Regions from separate parts of the Mus musculus genome. Here region 1 is linked to region 2. A link is a contact called in public HiChIP or PLAC-seq data. All regions are on one chromosome and are shown on one strand. The core of a region is the stretch at or near the end of the contact, and the rest is flanking DNA. Distances in the headings are between cores, read along the strand shown.

Evidence for each region. HiChIP or PLAC-seq counts read pairs in DNA pulled down with a chosen protein or histone mark.
Region 1: an H3K4me3 HiChIP or PLAC-seq map of stem cell-derived neural progenitor cells shows a contact between it and region 2, with 5 times the contacts expected there. The contact joins the promoter of Poc1b here to the promoter of Lum in region 2. A contact is called at or near these places in 1 of 39 promoter capture datasets (embryonic stem cells) and 3 of 115 datasets of contacts at active chromatin or transcription factors (embryonic forebrain, large pre-B cells and stem cell-derived neural progenitor cells).

What each region holds. Positions count from the first base shown.
Region 1 is chr10:99,105,041-99,109,150 of GRCm38.p6, reverse strand. It overlaps Poc1b (POC1 centriolar protein B), which reads right to left and starts at 2,069. Exons shown (of 12, transcript NM_027740.7): 1 at 1,928-2,069; 2 at 1,275-1,359. The coding sequence starts at 1,942. Galnt4 (polypeptide N-acetylgalactosaminyltransferase 4) reads right to left here and starts at 1,016. Exons shown (of 1, transcript NM_015737.4): 1 at 1-1,016. The coding sequence starts at 736.
Region 2 is chr10:97,562,427-97,566,877 of GRCm38.p6, reverse strand. Lum (lumican) reads right to left here and starts at 1,377. Exons shown (of 3, transcript NM_008524.2): 1 at 993-1,377.

The DNA.
Region 1 (4,110 bases), core at 820-3,319, 1.5 Mb before region 2:
TACTGATCCTCTCCAAAAGTGGTTCCAACCAACCAGTGTTACACTCACAGTGACAATCCAGGAAAGTGAGGACATCCCCGGTGGCAAAAGTGGCCCCAATTAGACGGGCCCGGACCAGCCCCTCTCTCTTATTGGTTCTAATCAAGCGAACTCTCTCCAGGTTGCTGATGTAAGTTTCAAGTTGCGCCTTCAAATAAATTCTATCACTCAAGTCATCCACCAAGATGATCTCCTTTAAAAGCACAGCTGGAGAAGTTTCTAAAACACTGTGAATGGTCCGAAGCAGAGTGGACCAGGCTTCGTTATAGAAGGCGATGATAACGGAGGTGGTGGGGAGCGACCTGTAGTGGAACTTCTTGGCTTTACACTCATACATTCTTTTATCCTCTATGTGGCGGTGCAGGGAGATCCTGTCACTGAGGTAAATGTTGATGGCATATCTCTCAATAAGTTCTTCTTGCTGCTTCAGTTCCCCCTCGTTGAGCTGGAGTTTGCTTGCTCTCCCCCATTCCCCAAGAGCATGGGAATCTGCAGGGGGCTTTATATAAAGAGGCTGAGACAAATCCTCTTCCCTTGTATCAAGGTCCGGGAGCCGCCTTGGCCCCAGCTCCCTGGCACCGCCGGCTCCTGGAGAGGCATACAAAGTGGAGACTGAGAACTCCACCAGAATATAAGCCAGTGTTAAAAGGGCCAGCAGCAGGCAGCTCTTGCCTGCCCAGGTCCACCTCACGGCCATCCGGATCCTCACGGGTCGTGTGTAGACGCGGCCACCGAGCCAGCACGCGGGGAAAGCGCCGCGGATCCTGAAGCTGGAGTTCCCGGCTCAGGTAGGGGCGAACTTCCGAGAAGGTTCCTCCTTTCATGTAGGCGCTCGGCTCCTTTCCGACACCGGAGTTTCCCAGGGGTCACTTGAGACCCCCTCGCTCCCCGGCCTCTGGTGGTGCTCAACTGGTCGGTCCCCACTTCCTCCTGCTCGTCTCAGAACTTTTCACAAACTCTCCAGCCAATACTCCACCCTCCTCGGGCCGATCACAAACCCCTCCCCTTCCCACTCACTCCTCCTGGTGGTTAGTTCACGAAAGTTGTCTGTCAGGCCGGGACCAGTCGAGTCCTTACCCAGCAAAGACCCAGGGACCCAGAGTGGCCGGGTACATCCCATCGCGCCTGGCTCACTCAGGCAGGGATGGAAGAAAGGCTTTCTGCCAAGTGAGCTTTGGTTACTGTCAGAAAAGGAAAGAAGAAAGAAAGGAAAAACAAAAACAAAAACAACTTACCAATTTGTTTGCAGTTGGGGCTGAAGTCAGCGGAGGTGATGGCAGCTTTGTGACCTTTAAAAGAACGTTCCAGAATCGGATCCTCCTAGGATGGAAAGTTGTTAGGTTTGAAAGCAGGTGCAGAATTCCAGCTCTCGACATCAGACGTCAACGTTGCCTGTCCCCCGGGATCGAAGAGGAGGACCCCGCAGCATCAGCGGGCAGCGAGAGAGGCGTGGGCATTACAACCCGGCTGAGAGGCTCGGGCACTGCCCCAGCTTCCATCCGGAGGGGTCCCCACCATCGGGAGGAACCCCCAGCCCAGGCACCAGGGCGAGCCGCCGAGGGACCCGCCCACCGCACCGAGCTGCAGATGCTCGCCGAAGCCTCCCGCGCTCTTTAAACCTCCCTGGTGATTCTGACGCAGGCGCGCCGCGGGAACCCAGCCGGCGAGTCCCGGAGCCAGCTCCGCCTCAGCCCCGAGCGCCGGGATCTCTCCGGGAGCAGCGCTCACCGCTCAACCCGGGCACGGCGTCCCGCTCCGGGGAGGTGAGCGAGCTGCGGAGCTCCGGGTCTCGGGGCTACCTCCCAGGCCTGCCAGACTCGGCGTGGTTCCCCTCCTCCCGGTCCCGCCGCCCAAGGATGATCGGCTCCGGTAGCGGCGGGGACCTTACCAGGCCGGAGGCCATGCGGGGAGCGGACGGCGCCCGGGGCCTTGGGGGACCAGGGAGGGGTGGGGACGAGGGGGGACCGTGCGGCGCCCGGAACCGTCAGACTGGAGTGCGGGCGCTTCCCGGTCACTACAACAACGGCGGCCCAATCAAAGCCCGCGCTCCAGGCGTGGCCAGACGAGCCCCGAGACGCCGCGCGCGCGCGCGCTGCCGACAGCCGAGAGCCTGGCGGGAGCGCGCCGCGGGGGGTCCGCCGCGCGCGCACACAGCGAGCCCCGCGAGCTTCGGAGGTAGCGGACTACCGGGTTGTTGTCGGGAAGCGGGTTGGGACTTGGAGAGAGAGAGAGATGTGATCGGTGGTGGCGAAGCGGAGGAGAGTCGGTGATCGATGCAATCAGGATTCTATTACACCTTAAAGAGAACGGCGCCCAACTCGGCTACTCCGGAGAGGGGAGCTTGGGTGCACAAGCTAGACAGTAACAGGACGTTGAGCGGGACTAAGTTCCTTGTGTTCAATTACTGGTTTTGCACGTACTATAGATACAAATGCTGGCAGCACATGATGGGTAATATTTTATTCACATGTTCACCCTGTTTTTCTTTATTCAATAGTATTCTATTATCTATTTGATTTATTCTGTTCTCAACCGCTTGTTTGCATATGCCTTATTAAACTCACACACACACCTGAAGTGGTCGGAAGACTTGGAAACTTTAAAGTTTCTAGACCACGTGGTTACAATAACGGTCCCCACTTTAGACTTTTTTTTTTCCCCACACATACTATCATTTGTGCTTCAGCAACAGGGTTTCAAAGCTAGAGAATGTTGTCGGTGGCAGTTTGTACATGGAAGGCCACATTTTGATGCTTCTTCATACCCCTCGACAACAAACAACAGCATTAAACCCTGCCCCGGAGCATAAAAGACTCAGCTGAAAATTACATACGGAACACAACTTCTTGGCAGTGGAATGTCGTGATAAACTGGTAAGGTACATGTTGTGTGTAAATAAAAAGTGTAGTAATTACAGGTTCCCTCGCTGTATTTGCGTTTAGTCTTAACCACTATATAGCAATTATGTAAGTGCAATACCGTATTAGTTTGACACATGGGTGGATGTTAAATATCTGTTATATGTTTGACACCAAGGGCTAAACTTTGTTATAAACAAAACAAACCCCTGAATGCCAACATAGTTCCCTCCCCTCAAGAACTTGGCACTGGGATGTAGCTCAGTTGGAGAGTGCCTAATGAACTAAACCCTTGCTTGTATTCCCAGCGCCCTCATCAACACAACCTGGCATCAGTAACTATAGCCCTGGGGAGGTGGAGGCAGGAGGATCAGAGGCATAAGGTTGTCCTTGGCTATACTGTGAGTTTGATGCCAGTCTAAGCTACATGAACTCTGTTAAGCAAATAAAAAACAGACGACAACCCTGCTGTATTCTACCTTAAGGAGTCTCATGTTTTAGTATAATTGATGCTAGTTGCCAAAGATGCTGATTCAGCATATATGGGGCAGAACCTAGAGCCCTACAGGTATAACAAACTGCTTAGGTTTTGCTATAGGAGTCTTGGCTGTGTACGTGGAAAATGTTGCTCTAATAGAGGAAGGGATGTGTTAAGGGTCTTGCTGTGATGGAGGGCAGTGGTGTAGGTCGGGGATAGAGAATATGGTTAACACAGAAAAACATGGATTTGATCTCCAGCACTCGAACACACAGAGTCAGTCTCCACTTCTCATATGTGTATGAGGCAGAGACAGAATGAAATGAGAATCGGTACCAGCAACCTGTGATTTTGCCATTCTATGTTTCCCTTTTAAAAAAATGTTTAGTTTTGGATGCCAATTAAACATAAAAGTGGTATGGAATTGTGGGAAAAAACAGTACGGCATTTACTCAGAAATGAAATAATTTACTCATGATCCAGCAAGACAGGGACCAAACATCTGTATTCACTAGAGTTTGCAGCCTTAGAAGCAGCAGGCAAAAACGAGAGACAACTAATATCCAGCAAATGAGTGGGTAAATAAAATGTACATAATAGAAATAGCATTTGGCCATAAAAGCAGATGAAATTTTGATACATGCAAGTTATGTGATAATTGTGAACAAATAAATAGGCCACACACACACACACACACACACACACACACACACACACCAAGTTGTGTGATTAGAT
Region 2 (4,451 bases), core at 128-2,627:
GCTTAGAATCATGACAGACTTCAGGAAAAGAAACATTGAAAAAGATTTTATGAAAGATACACTTGAAATTCTAACCTCAGATACAGTCACAATGCTAATAAATTATGCCCTTGCCCATGATTCTGATGGGAATTTTTAATTGAATAGTTAGGATTTGCCCTGCCTAGCACTAGGAACACAGTAACAGTACATAATCACATAAATGAATCTGTTGATTCATTTAAGTTTTGACTTTTTAAATGGAATATGCATACTAACAAAAATTTATTCCACAGTTTTGGCAAAGTAAAACTTAACAGTCTGAAATCAAAGCAACCTTGTGAACATACAATGCCTCCTCTGTGAGGGTAAGTCATACATTCGGCCCCTACTTTTTTAAATACCTCTGGTCATGAAAGAAATGCTTTTCTGCAAAAATGTAAATTGTTTCCCAGAAACTTTTAAAAACATGTACCTTAAGGTGTATATCCAAAACCACAGATCTTTAAAATGAGCAAAACACGGAGAAGTGATCCACACAAGTAACTGAGTCCTCCTGCTAACATTTTATAACCCAGAATGTTTATTGCGACCTGTAACAACATATTTTATTGCAAAACCCCTTGACTGCTGCTGGTGGTAGTGGCCTTTTTCTGTCTCAATACTAGATTTCAACATTATAACAATATGTAGCTAATTAGCATAGATAACATTTTAATTTCTGTACGTTTTTGAGTGTCTAACTTTTTTTTTTTTTTTCATTGCAACCTTGGAACGTTTTAAATTTCCCTTGCCAATCAGTCTGGCATACAGAGTGAAATTAATCCAATAGTGATGGAAAGTATAATAGGTAAAATGTGAAAATAAATGTTCAAAACTGTCATTGAATAGCAAATTGGCAAAATTCCTCTAGATCTTTTTTTTTCCTGTTCCTGTTAAAATTAAACACTGTCCCCAAGACTCAGCATCCCCTGGGGTATAGTAAGAAAAAAAAAAAAAAAAAAAGCACTTACCTTACTCTCTTGACACTGTTTCCGTTAATTTCTTAAACAGGCACACTGTGAACAAGAATCCACTAACATATGCTGTGAACTCTGTCAGGGTGGGACTGGCTGCCAGAGTCTCAGTGATACAAGAGCTGAGGAGCGTGGGGGGTGGGGGGGGGGGACCAGCCCAATCACGCCAGCCTCTGGATGAAGTTATGTCACTGTGGGCTCTTGTGGTGTTGCCTCTGAGCAAGCTTCTCTCTAACGAAGTGCAGGTGGACAAAACAGACCCTTCCACTCTGGAATCGGGGTTGGGGGAAGAGAGAGAGACAGAGAGAGAAGTACTTTACTGGATTAAACCCCTAAGAATCGAGCTTGCTACAAATGAGGCAGTTCGGTGTGAGAGGGTTTCTGCTGCAAACTTCTGAACTTCTGCATGTGTGGTGGCGGTGAACTGTGATCTGCTCAGCCAAGTCTTGTGCTCCTGTAAAGACCTCATAAATCACAAACAGAGCAAAGAATCTCAGGAAAATGCAAATGAGCACACGCAAAGGAACTGAGTCTTTTTTTTTTTTTTTTTTTTTTTTTGGCCACCCCTCTTGGATTACTTATTTGATTCACTTGGGTTAGCTTGCTCTTTGTCCTAAGGATGCATTCATTTCTGTACTGTGAGCAGCGCTTCATATACACGTTGAGACAACTGATAGGGTGAATGTCTTCTTTAGCTTGTCATGTTGAGGAAACTCTTTCTCATGTTCTTCAGATCTGGAACCACTCAGCCAAGGTCTGACCTGTTTTTCATTTGTGGATTTCCTCAGGAACTCACTCAAAACCCTACTTGAAGATTATATTCTATACTTTAAAGCCAAAAAAAGCAGAACAAAGATAACATAAATATATCCTAAAAATATCACAAGTCACTAATCTTTTTCATTCTGTTACCAGACTATTCTGACTTTTTTTCCAAGGTGGAAGGCACCCAAAGTTGTGGTCTGTCCAAAGGCCTGGCTTGATAGAGTGTTCTAACTCACTTTCTGGTATGTAATGTAGCAAATGAGTAATTTATTCAAGCCCTTATTGCTTTAATTACTTGAGAAGATTATATATATTTATAGGGTATATTTTTATTTTAAAATATTCACTTTCTATTTTTTAATTAGATATTTTTAAATTACATTTCAAATGCTATATCAAAAGTTCCCTATATCCTCCCCCAGCCCTGCTCCCCTACCCACCCACTCCCACTTCTTAGCCCTGATGTTCCCCTATACTGGGGCATATAAAGTTTGCAAGACCAAGGGGCCTCTCTTCCCAGTGATGGCCGACTAGGCCATCTTCTGCTACATATGCAGCTAGAGACATGAGCTCTGGGTACTGGTTAGTTCATATTGCTGTTCCTCCTAGAGGGTTCAGACCCCTTCAGCTGCTTGGGTACTTTCTCTAGCTCCTCCATTGTGGGTCCTGTATTCCATCCAATAGATGACTGTGAGCATCCACTTCTGTATTTGCCAGACACTGGCATAGCCTCACAAGAGACAGCTATATCAGGGTCCTTTCAACAAAATTTTGCTGGCATAGGCTATAGTGTCTGCATTTGGTGGCTGATTATGGGATGGATCCCCGAGTGGGGCAGTCTCTGGATGGTCCAGTCTTTCATCTTAGCTCCAAACTTTGCCTCTGTAACTCCTTCCATGGGTGTTTTGTTCCCTATTCTATAAAACTCTTAGAGCAAGCTGTTTCAGTATAGGTTCTACATTTTAGTTATTTTCCTTTAAAGATAGCTTGAGACACAGCTCAGTTGGTACAGCGTAGCATTAATAAAGAAATGGGTTCAATCTCCAGCATCAGATAAACTAGATGTGATAACACACAGAGGTAGGTAATTCCAGTGCTTGAAGGGTAGGGACGGGAAGAGCAGGAATTTAAGTTCATCCTCAACTACATAGTGTATTGAATCCTGCCTGGGATTCATGAGACCCCCATCTCAACATAACAATGTAAATGAAACAAAAATCAGAGTACATATCCAGTGTTTCAAATGTTAATAGTGAGACCTGAGAGGGGTACAAGTCAATAATCATGACCTTATTCACCTGGAAAGTTCACACTAGTATAAATGCCTTACATTCATTGCATATATGGAATTCAAGTTTTAAAAATATGTGAATACATATTTATACAATGTATATATGACATGAGATGTAGGGAAGACCGTTTTTAGAGGAAGGTAGCCAATGGGACTTTTGAAAGACAAAAGATGGTTTTATCCTTGCTTGAAACTGACAGAATCGAAAGATTTTTAAGTGTGATTTATTGTTATAACTATTACTATTAATAAAAATAATTATTATTATTTATAAGAATATTGTGGTGAAAGACCCACAACGTGAGGACTCCCCCACGTTCTGACTCAGGAGAGGCGACACCCCAAAATCACCCACAAGAAACGGGTCTTGCTGCAAATTGCAAGAGGATTTTTATTCAAGAGCGCTCTCGGGCCCATGGTCATACACCACGCAGGGGTAGAGGACCGTGGCGCCCCGAGTAGCTGGGTAAGGGGGTATTTAAAGGAAGAAACCGAAACTCAAGGAAGTGGGGAGGGCGTTGTTGAAAGATACCAAAGATACCAGTTAAGAGTCACAAGGAAGTGTAAAGTTACAAGAGTCACAAGGAATACCTGGTAATTGTTAACTCTCAAGACAGCTTCTAAGAGCCTCTAACAATAGCACATTTGCATTGCAGGTTCTGGGTGACTTTCTTTGAATGAGCACTCTTTGAACCCAGGAAGCGGGTGGGTAGAGGAATGTCGCTATCTCTTTTATGATTAGCATACCTTTACAAAGGCCACATTCCCAAGCCTGGGCCTAAAGGCCTAGAATTCTGTTTTTACATTGTTATACTTTCAGTGGAAAGGTGTCCTGTTTAAATAAAAGAAACAAGTATGTAAATTGTTAGGAAAAAGACTGTATTTGAGCACATGCCTCTGGGTGAGGATGAGCATTGAGTCCAGAAGAGGATGTTGGATGCTGTAAAGGTGCAGTTATAGGTGATTAAGAGCCTAATTGTAGGTGCTGGAGGTGTTCTCCCAGTCCTCTGCAAGAACAAAAGTGCTTAATAGCTAAACCATCTTCCAGACCCTAACCTCAATCTCTATAGTATAAACACACAACACAATATTATTCTCAGAATTTTCATGCTTTATTATTTTAAATTTTCCACTAATTCTTATAATGTAGTTTTGAAAGAACCTAGTGGAGAAACCCCCACTGAATTTTCATTCAGCGTGCACCCAAGAATCATGAACAGATGACCATCTTGATGTAAAAGCATTAGGTAGTTTAATGACGGAGCTCCGGGCTGATACATATCTCCCACAGGAGACAGAGGTGTCGACCACATGGTGGAGCCATAATGGCGGAGCTCTGGGTTGAAATGTATCTCACTCAGGAGACAGTAGTTTCGACCACGAGGATTGGAGGCTAGGGG